Linked DNA regions of Sus scrofa: region 2 is linked to region 1. A link is a contact called in public HiChIP or PLAC-seq data. All regions are on one chromosome and are shown on one strand. The core of a region is the stretch at or near the end of the contact, and the rest is flanking DNA. Distances in the headings are between cores, read along the strand shown.

The links. HiChIP or PLAC-seq counts read pairs in DNA pulled down with a chosen protein or histone mark.
Region 2: a contact with region 1 is called in an H3K27ac HiChIP or PLAC-seq map of alveolar macrophages. The contact joins two enhancer-like sites. A contact is called at or near these places in 1 of 47 Hi-C or Micro-C datasets (alveolar macrophages) and 1 of 2 datasets of contacts at active chromatin or transcription factors (alveolar macrophages).

Annotation. Positions count from the first base shown.
Region 1 is chr15:131,202,992-131,209,647 of Sscrofa11.1, reverse strand. It overlaps SP110 (sp110 nuclear body protein), which reads left to right. Exons shown (of 17, transcript XM_021075649.1): 5 at 672-755; 6 at 2,301-2,378; 7 at 4,645-4,713. Among named protein-coding and RNA genes, the nearest start is that of SP140, 19 kb to the left of the region's middle. Within about 2 kb of position 3,652, at least 13 of the 83 cell types and tissues checked have an H3K27ac peak or open chromatin away from gene starts, as enhancers often do. A contact at or near this core is called in alveolar macrophages, where this site is marked.
Region 2 is chr15:131,561,673-131,568,328 of Sscrofa11.1, reverse strand. It overlaps CAB39 (calcium-binding protein 39), which reads right to left. Exons shown (of 9, transcript XM_021075733.1): 4 at 6,430-6,548; 5 at 1,317-1,485. Among named protein-coding and RNA genes, the nearest start is that of ITM2C, 50 kb to the left of the region's middle. Within about 2 kb of position 3,723, at least 16 of the 83 cell types and tissues checked have an H3K27ac peak or open chromatin away from gene starts, as enhancers often do. A contact at or near this core is called in alveolar macrophages, where this site is marked.

The DNA.
Region 1 (6,656 bases), core at 2,403-4,902:
TACAGGGAACTATATCCTGTCTCTTGGACTGAACATGGTGGAAGATAATATGAGAAAGAGAGTGTGTGTGTTTATATATGACTGGGTTACTTCGCTGTACAGCAGAAATTGGCACAACATTGTAAATCAAATAGACTTTAATTTATAAAATGTAACTGTAGGAGTTATCATTGTGGTGCAGCAGAAACGAATCTGACTAGGAACCATGAAATTGCGGGTTCAATCCCTGGCCATGCTCAGTGGGTTAAGGATCCAGCATTGCCGTGAGCTGTGGTGTAGGTCACAGACACGGCTCAGATCTGGCACTGCTTGTGGCTGTGGTGTTGGCCGGCAGCTGGAGATCCGATTCGACTCCTAGCCTGGGAACCTCCATGTGCTGCAGGTGCAGCCCTAAAAGAAGAAGAAAAAAATAATAACTTTAGAATATCATTGGCACTGTCAAAAATAGTACCAGGGGATCTGAGGTCTCCAATACTGAGCATAGAGAGCCCTCTTTGGTCCAAACATTTTCTCTACTCATCTAAAAAACATCACCCAAGTAAAGTTAACATAACCACAAAGCCATCACTTTTACCAGCTGGAATAGTGGAATTGATTGCTTCTCTTCCTCTTACCTCTGGTCCTTGCTTATGGGTCTTGGGATCTGAAATTCCTTGTCTTCCTCTGCTCAGTGTCCAGCGACAGCCTGATCCTCCAGACAGAAGATAAAGAAGACACCCCAGAGGTGCCCTGCACCCCCTCAGGCTCCGCACCAGGTAACCTTGTTTTGAACAACGTGGGCTCACCTTGGCTTTCGCATCTACATGAGCAGGAGCCGTGGATGTTCTAGGCACAGCGCTTTCCTCTCGGCTCTCCACGACCATCTTGGTCCAGCTGCTCTCCCTGCCCTTGGGAGCTTGGACCCTGAAGGGAGACGGCATCCCCAGGGAAGGGGAGGGGAGAGAGGCTGGGAAAGGTGGCCCAGGAGGGGCACCAAGGGAGAGGGACAGGAACCCCGTTAGTACCAGCCAGACCGAGATGCCAAACACCACTAGGGGTCTTCAAAGGGAGAGCATTCATCAGCCAGGGAGCAGGTTGGGGCAGGAACCTGGAGGAAGGGACAAGGGACCGAGTCCAGGCAGGCCACTCCCCAAGGCCACTTCAATAAGGTAAAGCTCTAAGCTGCTCCTTCCAAATGCAAAGCAAACAAAGACAGAGTGGCCCTAATTCTGAATCCGTGCCCCAGACATAGATGGGCCTCCTTCCCAGCCCCCACCCTGACACTGAGGAACTTTCACATTCAAGTCTCATCATTTTTACATCGGTTGGATTTTTAAGATATTTAAATAATTTGAAAGGCAACAAATGATTTAAAAAGTCTAATGACTGCTTTCCTGCTGCCTCAGCTGTTCCTGTGCAGGTTGGAATTTGAGACGGATCTTTACATCACTGTGTAGACAAGGAAGTGACCGCCTTCTGTCAAGTCCTTCTGTCTTTCTTAGTGCAGCAAAAACTAGCAGAACTTTGTTTATTCTTGCCTAACATTCACTAGCAAGTACAGGCTGACCCTTGCTTTCATCCGGGGCCCTTGTGTATGGACATATATAAAGTACTTAACCTCCTACACTCTTTCTCAAGATGAAATAATTATAGATTCAGAAGTTCCAAAATATCCAACCACAGGCATCTAAGCAGTAATGTGTGCTTTTGGAGTTCCCGTTGTGGTGGAATGAATCCACCAGTATCCATGAGATTGAGGGTTTGATCCCTGGCCTCGCTCAGTGGGTTAAGGATCCAGCGTTGCCATGAGCTGGGGTGTAGGTCTCAGATACGGCTTGGACCCTGTGTTGCTGTGGCTGTGGCATAGGCTGGTGGCTTCAGCTTCGATTAGACCCCTAGCCTGGGAACCTCCCTATGCCTCAAGTGTGGCCTTAAAGAGAAGAAAAAGAAAGAAAAAAAAAGTGTGCTTTTCACATAGCAAAAACGTTTCCTCTCCCTGTGGCCGTCGGAATTCAAGGTCGCCACTCAGACTAGGCTGCTGGGAGCCCTTGTGCTTTTCTTCCATTGAGGAAGGGACCCTCAATAGCTGAACCCTCTTCTGAGGGGCAGTTTTTCTCTGGTCCACTGTGATAGTCACACAGGTAACAGCAACCGTAAGTTGATCACACCCCGGCAGAGCCAGGGAGCCCTGTAGACGGGCAGGTCCCCAGACCTGAGCCCACACCTGCTCTCCATCCTTCTGGTTCCCCCACTGATCTCCCTCAGCACTTTCTCAGTCCATGCTGCCTGCACTCTGAGATGGATTCTGTTTCTTTTGTCAGCGATAAAAGATGATTCTCCCAAACCACATGACCCAGAGGAACTCCAAGAGGCACCCAGGATGCCTCCCAACAAGAAAGGTAACCATTCACGGCAACATTTTTCGGAACCATGATCACTCTAAACCATTGCTCTAAAGCCATGGTGATATTTGAAAATAAGAGAGGAAATAATGTAAGAAGAAAAAGAGTTTCAGTGGAGAGCGCACATTCAGCTTCACATGTCCTCCAAAAGCCAAGAAGGTCTAAACCCCGGCTTTTGTGCAAAGGCAGGAGATGTTTTGAGAGAAGAGAGTTCTTTCACAATGCCACAGCTCTGTTGGACTCCCGCTGCTTCCGTGTTACATGGTGTGGGGCAAGAAGGAAGTGAGTAAACCAGCCGTGGAAAGAGTAACACACTCTGTGCCCTTGAGGAGGAGGACCTGAAACTCACGGACAGATGGTTCAGTTATTCAAACAGAGAAACCGAAAGGTTTTTTGAGGGAGTTCCTGTCGTGGCTCAGCGGAAACGAATCCAACTAGTATCCATGAGGATGGGGGTTCAATCCCTGGCCTTGCTCAGTGGGTTAAGGATCCAGCGTTGCTGTGAGCTATGGTGTAGGTCACAGATGTGGCTCAGATCTGGTGTTGCTGTGGCTGTGGTGTAGGCCTGCAGCTGTAACGCCAATTTGATCTCTAGCCTGGGAACCTCCATGTGCCATGGATGTGACCCTGAAAAGCAAAAAAAAAAAAAAAAAAAAAATTCCTCCGTGATTTCTTCCTTACAACTTTTTGCCTCTGCAGCTGTCCTTCAGTCTCATTGGATGACTGGTCCCTTGGCCTTTGCTTTTTCCAAGTCATCATCTGCCTTTTTTTTTTTTCCCTGTCTTTTTGTCTTTTCTAGGACTGTACCTACGGCATATGGAGGTTCCCAGGCTAGGGGTCTAATCAGAGCTGTAGCCACCTGCCTATGCCAGAGCCACAGCAACGCCAGATTTGAGCCCTGTCTGCGACCTACACCACAGCTCACAGCAATGCCGCATCCTTAACCCACTGAGCGAGGCCAGGGATCGAACCTGCAACCTCATGGTTCTTAGTTGGATTCGTTTGTGCTGTGCCACGAGGGGAACTCCTTTTCTCACCACCCTTCTTACCGACATGGAATCCAGCATTCATCGTCTGGGGAAACTACTGCTGACAGCTTAACCACTCTGGCCTTTCTGTCTTTTCTGGAAATCTCTGGCAGGTCTTGGAAGAAACTCTCGTCTGCTTCCTGCACATGGCAGCTGCAATCAGGCACTACTGAGGTGAGGCACACAGCTGTGTGGCCTCAGGATTCCCCTGCAAACAATCCCTCCTCACCACATGACCATACCACTTCCTGTGATGAGCCTTTCAAACCTTGAGCTATTTTTTTTTTCGAACTTCTGATGCATCACTGCCTCCTTTTGGCTCAACAATGACCCTTCCTCCAACTTCACAGAAAAACATCATCTGGGAATTCCCTCACTTCCTGCTCCCACCCTGCAACTCCAGACTGCATCTGCCCCTCCTTTCCAATGCCTTCTTTCTCTCCAAGGCAATGCTGACAGCATCTACGGTTCCCTCTCTTTCCTGAGAATTAAGCACCTCCTCTCCCAAGGATCTTCATTCAGCTCACGCCCAAGCCTGTCACACAGTCAGAAAAGGAACGTTTTCTTGATCCTCGTCTCACTTCGGGGGCCTCTATAGCTCTCCCTCCACTTCACAGCCCAACTTCTAGAAATGAGTTACCTAAACTTACTGTCTCCGTTTCTTCCCATTGTGGCTCAGAGGGTTAAGAACCCGACATAATCTCTTTGAGGATGCTAGTTCGACCCCTGGCCTTTCTCAGTGATTTAAGGATCCCGTGTTGCTGCAAACTGCAGTGTAGGTGGCAGATGCAGCTCAGATCTGATGTGGCTGTGGCTGTGGCTGTGGCTGTGGCTGTGGTGTAGGGTTCAGCTGCAGCCCTGATTTGACCCCTACTAGCCTGGGAACTTCTGTTTGCTAAAGGCGTGGCCATAAAAAGGAAAAGAAAAATAAATAAAATTTCAGCATCACCCAGCAGGTTAAGGATCTGGCATTGTCAGCAGTTTGGCTCATTGTCAGCAGTTTGGCTCATTGCTGTGGCATGAGTTTGATCCTTGGCCTGGGAATTTTCACATGCCGTGGGCACAACCAAAAAAAAACTATTTTTTTAAAAATTTCAGCATCACCTAAGGTTAGCAATGACCTCGTAGCCACTGTGTTTTGAAGACCAAATATAAAAGCTAAAAATTGTTGACATACAAGGTTGGTAGATCAATGTCTGTAGTTATAAAAGATGGTCTGTAACCTTTTTCTTTAGGAAAGAAGAAAAAAAGATGTATCTGGGCAACCCCCAAAAGAAGACACAAGAAAAAATGCCTCCCAAGAGGTAAGATGAGAGGGGGCTGGAGGTAGTTCATGCTTGTCCACCAAGGTGTGGGAGGTAGGATTTTATTCTAAATGCAATGGGGAATCCCTGAAGAGATCGAATCAGGGAAGTGACATAATCCAATTTTAAACTTGGCGAGACCAATTCTGGTGCTATGTAAAGAATGAACTGGATATAGAAAACACCAGAAGCAGGGCAACCCTTTAGAGGACAGATACCTCGGGAGTTGACAGCAGCTTGGATTCAGATCGGGCAGTGGAGATGGAGAGATCTAGTCAGGATCAGTTTGCAGGTAGAGCTGACAACACTTGGTAAATTAGAAGCTGAGGATGAGAGGGAGACATTAAGGCTTGCTCTTCAATTTCTGGCTTAAGTGGCTGGTAGAATGGTGGTACCATTGGTGAAAGAGAATGCAAATATATGAGGGGGATTTTTTTTCAAATCCAATTTTTAGCCTATTCATTTCAAGATCTGTGCTAACTAACTGTGCATTTGAACCAAGTATGAGCCTTGTCTGAACTGAGAGGGTCTGGAGATGTTAACCCCCCCACCCCTTGCAGAGAGACGTTTTTTGATGTATGAATATTGCAGAAACACAAAGCACCTGGGTCAAAGAAAAGAATTCTTTATTGATAGTCACAACCAGCTCAGTATTGCAGCATTTATCCCCCACACACAGACCCCCAGGCATGAGAAAAGAACTGATGAATTCTTTCTCTATGAGTGGCGGATTTCACCCCATAGACGAAAGAGAAAGAAGGATGGATTTTCTGTTTATGTGCAGGACCGGGACAGCTATGCTCCTCCCCTCCGAAAGGAGAAAAAAAAATCTTTTGCTGCTTTGAGATAAGATTGAAAAGACCCTGGGACCTCACCCTAATGTGGGAGAATTTAAATGCTTCTTTCCCAGAGTCAGAGAAACCCCGGGTGTCTCCATCTTTTATTAAAGATATCTCCAAGTTCTGGGCTTCATCCCTTTTGAAATATAAACACCTAGGAATTCCCATTGTGGCTCAGGGGTTAATAGTCTGACTAGCATCCATGAGGATGAGGGTTCCATTCCTGGCCTTGCTCAGTGAGTTAAAGATCTGGCGTTGCCGTGAGCTGTGGTGTAGGTCGCAGACATGGCTTGGATCCCGCATTGCTGTGCCTCTGGCATCGGCAGGTGGCTATAGCTTCAATTTGACCCCTAGCCTGGGAACCTCCATATGCTGCAGCTGTGGCCTTAAAAAACCAAAAAAAAAAAAAAAGAAAAGAAAAGAAAGAAAGGAAGAAATATAAACACCTAGGGATAGAGTCTCCAGTATTCCTGGTTCTTTGGGAACTTAGCCCTGGCTGTAATTATTTGGCCGTCTCAGGAGATGAGAAATTTTATGACCTTTTAGGATTAGACAGAACTTAACTAGCCCCCGATCCAATTTCTACGGTGTAGGAAAAGTAAAATATTTCTAGGGGAAGTGAGAGCAAACATCCCCTATTTTTATACTGTATGCATTTTCATGTCTCAGGAGGCTAGGGCTGGTTACAGAAGGGCTGAGAAATCAAGGAAACTTAATTTCCCCACAGTTTGTCAATTTGGCACCCAATAAAAAATCTGGCCCAAAGATACAAATATAAAGTTTATTTGATATTTATATCCAGATCCATAGGAGAAGAGAGCCCGAAAGCTAAGCCCACACACACACCTCCCCTCACCTGCTGGTAAATCCTCTAAGGTCTCAGCCTCACTCTCCTTGCAAGGCCCCTGACTCTCAATTCTTTGGTACCTTACACTCTCCCCACTAGAGGCACCCAGGCATCCCAGATCTCCCTGCCTCCAGTACTGCACACAGGCCCTAGGGAACCTGGAAAAGTGCTCTGCAAGACTCCTCTGCTGAAACAGACCATCTGGCTGTGTTTCCTTGGATGTGGCGCCTTCTGGCAGCAGGGGTCACAAGCCAAGA
Region 2 (6,656 bases), core at 2,474-4,973, 360 kb before region 1:
CTCAGGCTTCTGGCTTTCCTGCCACCCGGGAGTATCCCTTCCCAACGTGTGCTGCTGCTCCACCTCCCTCCAGAACGAGTCTGCTGCTTTTGAATGGGGCACACCCCCCGTCAATAGATCCCGGTCACAAGTCCCACCAAGAGCAGTGACACCTAAGACGTCATATTTACCACTGCGTTATGATCCCCAATTCATTTCATTCTGCTTCATAATTAACATTCAAAGCTCTGAGGTCTTCCTGAGGCCTTCTGACATCCTCTCTAATAACCCCGAGGCACCTCTCGTGTTATCATCTCATTCCCATTCAATGGGAGACCCCAACAGCCAGGTCCCCAGGCTTTTGTTCTATTTTAAGGGTGTTCATTTGCCCTAAGGGATAAATTTTATTCAGAGACCAAGGCGTGTACTCATTATCTCAGTGACTCTTTATACAAAACTGGACCCTCACAAGAAAACTGGCCACTTCTTACTCTAACAGTGTTTGTGGTTTCTGAGCACAGTGGTCTGCAGGTTAGTGTATTATATTCTGATTATATAAAAAGTGCAGTTCAAAGTATTTGCTTGTGAGGTCAGATATTTTAAATAAGGGAATGTAACATGTAAAGGCTTGCTTTCATTGTGAAAAACACTAATAAAGATTACTGATTTACATACCTTAAACAGCACAGACCCCTGGCATTCAAAACCACAAATGTGTAGCTTGTACAGTGCTATCATATCATAGGTGTATTTAATTGATACAAACATACAACAGGGAGATCAGGTAGGCAGGGCAGGGAGGAACAGTGCCAGTGACTCTGCACCCCCCGCCCCTCCATGTGTAATAGATAAGCTCTGGCCTGAGCTTGACATGGGGGAGGTAAGGCCACTGGGCCCTGGGGCCTGGCCACAATACGGAAGTCTCTGTCCTGAATGTGGTTCTAGTATTTAAACATGTATACTCCAAAGTAACCCGGCCCTGAACAGAAAGGCCAACTACTCTGTCTGGCGTTTAACCAAAGAAACTGCCACAGCATATTCCAACACAGAAGAAAAATCTGATTTTTATATATACTGCATATCTGTATATTGTCCTTGATAAGAAATTTAACAGAACAGTGTACTTTTGACCATAGAGGACTTCTGTCTTTTAGACAGACTTTAGAATCTTAACTTTTCCAACCTTTTAAGCTGTGACTCTACTGCAAATACCCGAGTCACACGAACACATGTAAAATATATCTGCTCTCTCCCACTAGAGGGCAGCCGTGTACAGACTTGGAGGACAGAGGAGGTTTAGGAATAAAGTCTATAGTTAGAATTCTAGTTTCTGTTACCTTGAATGTGGCAAATGCATCTGAAGCTATGTCAAATGTTGACATTTCAACATATCTGAAGAAATCATAAAACTGTTCTGACCACAAAATGATTTTTGCAAGTGGTTCATGTCTGATGCACTCTCTTAACATTATCCCACAATTTAGAGCTATTTCTGGAGATTCATACCTGCAAAAAGAAAAGACAAACATAATTGCTTTTTCATTTTTAAAAAAGAAACTCTAACACGGAACGGTTCTGATTTTCAGAAAAGGAAGTTTCAGACGTGTCCTAAGTGGCCAGAGCAGGTGACAAAATGCATCTCTCTCAGAGCAGAATAGGTGCTCGGAGGGCTTTAATCAGAGGGCACACACAGGGCAGTTGGTGGTGGCTGCTTCAACCCAAGGAAAAGGAACAGTCGAGAGGGATCGTGTGAATAAAAGCTCCGGATTTAAGCTAAGAGAACTATTCAGGGTCAGACGTCCAAATCGGGTTTAGTTTTACACATGGTGCTCTCAACACTGCAGAAAAACTAACAGCTGAATCAAAATCAATAGGAAACAAAATAGTTTCCTAAACTCATAGTAGCTAAACAGGTCTATCTGATAGACCTATACATAAACAGCATTCATACTTTAAATATACATCACTGCATACCTCATTGTTTCAATTCAAGGCTCAAAATAGTACTTTCAAGATTCCTGGCAACACGCAAGCGCCGCGAAGCTGAAAGCCCAAGGCGAGGGCCCTCCCCACGCAGCCCTCCTCTGCGCCCACCTCTACGCTCTCGCCTCCTCCTCCCCTGGGATCACACCGAAAATCCTGTACTTCTTTCGGCCCAGAAACCCTCTCCGTCCGGATGCCCAAACCTCTTGGGCCGGACCCTGCCATTCTGCTCCAACGCGTCGCCCGGTGCCTCCACTTCCCTTCAAGCGCACGCACAGGTTTCGTCTCTCACCGTGTCGCCTCGTTTCCCGTCATCAGACTCCTTCCTACCATTCTACCAGTGAAGGAAGACCTCCTCGTGGCTAAAACAGTCGTGTCTCAGGACGGGAATCCTGCCACTCGGCCTCCGGACAATGCAGATCGCTGCCTCGCCCTCTTTAAAGAAAGAACCACTCTCCCCCGGCCCCACTTTCCCACTTGCTGGGTTCCCACGTCTTGCCTGGCTGAGGTCTCTCCTCTGCGGCCTCCACACGCCCTCGGGGTTCCCACCACAGCCCCCAGATGGCCCCTGCGCAGATCTCCCCTCAGCTGGAGCCGAGCATTTTCTGTTGCCGCTTCCGGGCACCTTCAGTTAAAGGCCTCCCGTAAACCTGCCGTGTCTAATTTGGCATCACTGTTTTGTTTCAGGTGCCTGGGTCTAAACAGGTCTAAGAGAACTTTCCTTGATAATGGAAATGTTCTGAATCTGTGCTGCCTACTAAGCACTTGGGACTTGGCTCGTGTGACTGAGGGACTGAATTTCAGAAGCTACTTAATCGAGTTTAAGATTAAATAACTGCGTGTTATTAGCAGGGTCTGGATTGGACAGCGCAGTTCTAACCCTTCGCCTCTTTATCCTCCATCTACTCCCCTCTTCCCACCTTCGGTGTCACCACTCCTTCTTAATACCGCTTTGAAATACCTCAGTTTCATTTCCTTTTATCTGTTCTCACTGCTGCATGAAGTCACATCTGGTCAAGCAAGTGCCCCCCAACCCGCCTCTTTGTTCTGTCTTAACACATTTACTTGAAGCACAAGTACAGCAATAACCTCTCCAGCTTAGGAGCTTCAAACAATTTCTTCTTGCTAATCAGACAGACAAACGTCTGGGCTTTAATGCCCAGGCCTCTGCGCATCCTACCTCCTCCTCTGGGTGGGCACCATCTCCCACTAGCCCGCAAAACACCCCGATTACCCCCTTATTGTTGCCAGTCACCGTGTCCATTCCTGCCTTGTACTTACTCTTTTTTTTTTTTGGCCTAAGCCACTTCTAACTATCTGGAGCCTCAATCCTAAATCCAACCATCGCTGTAACCAACCCTTGCCTTATTGGTTAAACCCACATTTTATCGCCTGAAATCCTACAGGAGTGTTACTTAGCATTACTCTTTGGTTGCACACATGGTCGTCACAGAGCCTCGCAAGACCAGAGCGGCGTTCCTCATGTCACTACGGCATGGCAGCTGCCATGCTGGCCGGCTCTTAGGTGATGAAGTGTCCGCTCACAAAAGGGCTGATGAGACAATTCATCTTTGCTGATCTGAAACAGGCTAGGAGACTAGAAGGACAAGAGTAAGGCACCTTGGTACAACAAGCTGGGCAGGTTTTGATGGCAGTTTGTCAAGTTTGTCTTAAATGATTAAACCGTAAACCAACGAGTACAAGGCAAACAGTGACGCTGTGAAACCTGTTAGCAGAGTGGAGAGCACACTAACATTTAAGTCGCCAGTGGAACAACGGCTGCCTCCAAATGCAGACTAACACTGGCAACGAGACTACTTCCAAATGCACACTAACACTGGCAGCATAACGCCCCCAAATGTCTCATATCAAAGCACTTACAGACTGAGAGGATAATACAGTGCATGAAAGTAGTCCAAACTAATTAACCAACAAGGGTAGAGAAATCTTAAAAAGACAGTTCACAGGGCTCCTGGAAGAAATGGCTCTTTCCTAGTCTGAGGCAGGAACCGGTACAAAATGAGCAAGGGACATCTCGTGCCAGACAGCAAGGAAGCTACTATCACAGACGAATGGGTTCTTGCCAAAAGCACACAGAACCAATGGGAAGGAGCTCCCAACAGCCCAAGGATGGGGAAATCTGGATATGACTGCAATGGATTGAGACACATCAAACATATTTCAAAACCCCCTAAAATGTGAATTCAAATAATGCTTAAAACAATAACATACTCATTGCTCATCTAAGGCAAGAGCATCAACTGATCATACTAAAAAATGATATTTAAAGCAAACAAAAAAATCAAGCATCTATTCTGTGTTTCCCACAGAGGTCACTGACGAGGAACAAAACACACGTAATAGATGGAGAAGGAGCAAGAGAGTTAGGAGATCGCCGCTCTGAATCCAGACGACGACCATCAGCGGATGCTAAGACTGTGCGGTGGGGGCTTGACGGAGAAGTTCAAGGTGGGCAGTTTGGACTGACAGCACCGACATCCACTCATCCACTGAAACATCACCACAGCAGGACGGCCAGAGTTGCCCAAGAGGAAGTATACTGCCCCACCCACGAAGAATTCTTGCTCCCCAAACCGAAGAACTTAAAAGAAGACAGAGGAACTTGATTACGGGTGAAACCGCAGGGCGCCAGGCCAAAACAGGTGATTTTTCTCCAAAATCAATGACCCAGTTGCTTCAGCAAATAAATGGTATTAAAAGAAGAGGGTAGAAACTACTATAGATTAAAAGAGAGTTAAGTCACATCAACCAAATTCAGGGTGTGGACCTTGCTGGAAAACTGATTTAAACTAACTGAAAACGACATTTGGGGGGGAAAATCACGGAACTCTGAACACTGACAGGGTATTAGATAATGTTGGGCTTCTCAACGATATTGCGACTACAGTAAAAACATCCTTTCTGTGTTATGTGCTACGGATGCACACTGAAGTGACGTCGCATGTGAGGAGGAAGCAAGGAGACAAAGAACAGATGAAACAAGAATGACAAAAAGTTGGTAACTGTTGAAGCCTGGTGATGGGTAGAAAGGGTTTGTTATGCGATGCCCTCGAGTTTTACGCATACTTTGCACAATAAAAACTAAAAAGGGCGGGAGGCGGGTTCTGTGGGGTTGGCTTCTGCAGGCTCCTTGCCTTCCTAAGCGGAGGTTTCTGCTCTGGCCAGCTCAGCCGAGCGCGTCAAACCTTTCTTTAATTACCTCTAGAGTCTTCCTTTACATCCTATGTAACAACGTTCACATCACAGCCCTGGCTACTCCGAGGTGAAAAACAGAGGCAGAGTTAACGAATGCTCAGATTTTAATCATCATGGCTTTCTACGGGAAAAGGAGAAATTGGCTTTCAAGATACATAAAGGCATCTGGAAGCTGCTCTAAGAACATCAAATTTCAGATTACTCACTACATGTTCACACACGCAGCTCTGGACTGATACAACAACAAAAATCAGATGCCAAAAATTCTGTATGGCAACATCTGAAGAAGCAACTCACAACTAGAAAGAAGGAAACAGAACGCTGGCATCCAACACATGCACTGACTCATGCTTTGTCTAAACAAGTTTGAACTTGGGGGAAGTGTTAAACCACAGAGATATGAATCAGAGTGAGGCAAGCTATAAAACCAGGGGTAGGACAGCAGGCTGATTCACGCCAACAGTCATGCCAGTAAAATGCCTGCCCGCCAATCTAACAGAACCCCAGCAAATGTACCCCATACCCAGAGCTGGCAAACAACTCTGCTGTGAAACAACAGGAGGCTGCCTTGCCAATCAGTGATGAGGGAGAAGGGTTTTTGTTTTTTTTTTTAAAGCTTCAATTTTAAGGCTCTTTTGGGTTTTGATTTTTTTTTCGAAACTGGCAGGCTACCCAAAGAAAAATGCCTATGTAGTCCAACAATAATTCTAGGAAGATGCACTGCAAATTACCAAATTAAGCGGTGGGTTAGTGAGGGGACACACACAGGTGAAAAGCAAAGGGAAGCACGTCATAAACATGTGCTTTGCTGACTGAGCAACGTCAAGGTACACAGCAGCCATGTCCACGAACCAGGCGGGCTCGTTCACCGCCGCAGAGTGCACATGCACCTCCAAAGAGGTCTTTAGATACACAACTTAACTGACGTGTCACGCCATTAAGGTTTTTTAACATCTTAGGGAACAGAAGTAAGATGACAGAGGATTTTTTTTTTCTCTTCAGTCACATATGATTTGAGAGTTCGAAGGCCCACAATTCTCCTGACTTTAAAATCCCACGGGCATTTTCGAAGTCAGTTTAGTGCACAGGTTGAATTGAAGGAGGGAAATACGTTCAAGAACTGTGGAAAAGTGAGCTGATCAAACGACGGAGAAAACACTTGCCCACATTCACCATCCTGCTTTTGTCCAAGGCCATCTTTGCTTTTCATTTTTCAAGCCAAAAACATACATTTTAGTACATTATACATACCCTTTCAATAACATGAACAAAATATTCTGTTGGGTGCAGATGTATTCAACAGTAGGAGTTCTTGTACCAATTTGTCTTCTGAGAATGTTGTTGAAAATTTGAGCCACATCTTTTTTGCCCTATTAGGGAGACAAATATATTTACCTGACTCAATACCAAAGTGCCCATTCATTCTCCCAAACAAACTCAAATCAAGGCACTGCACATTCATAATTATGATTGAATTC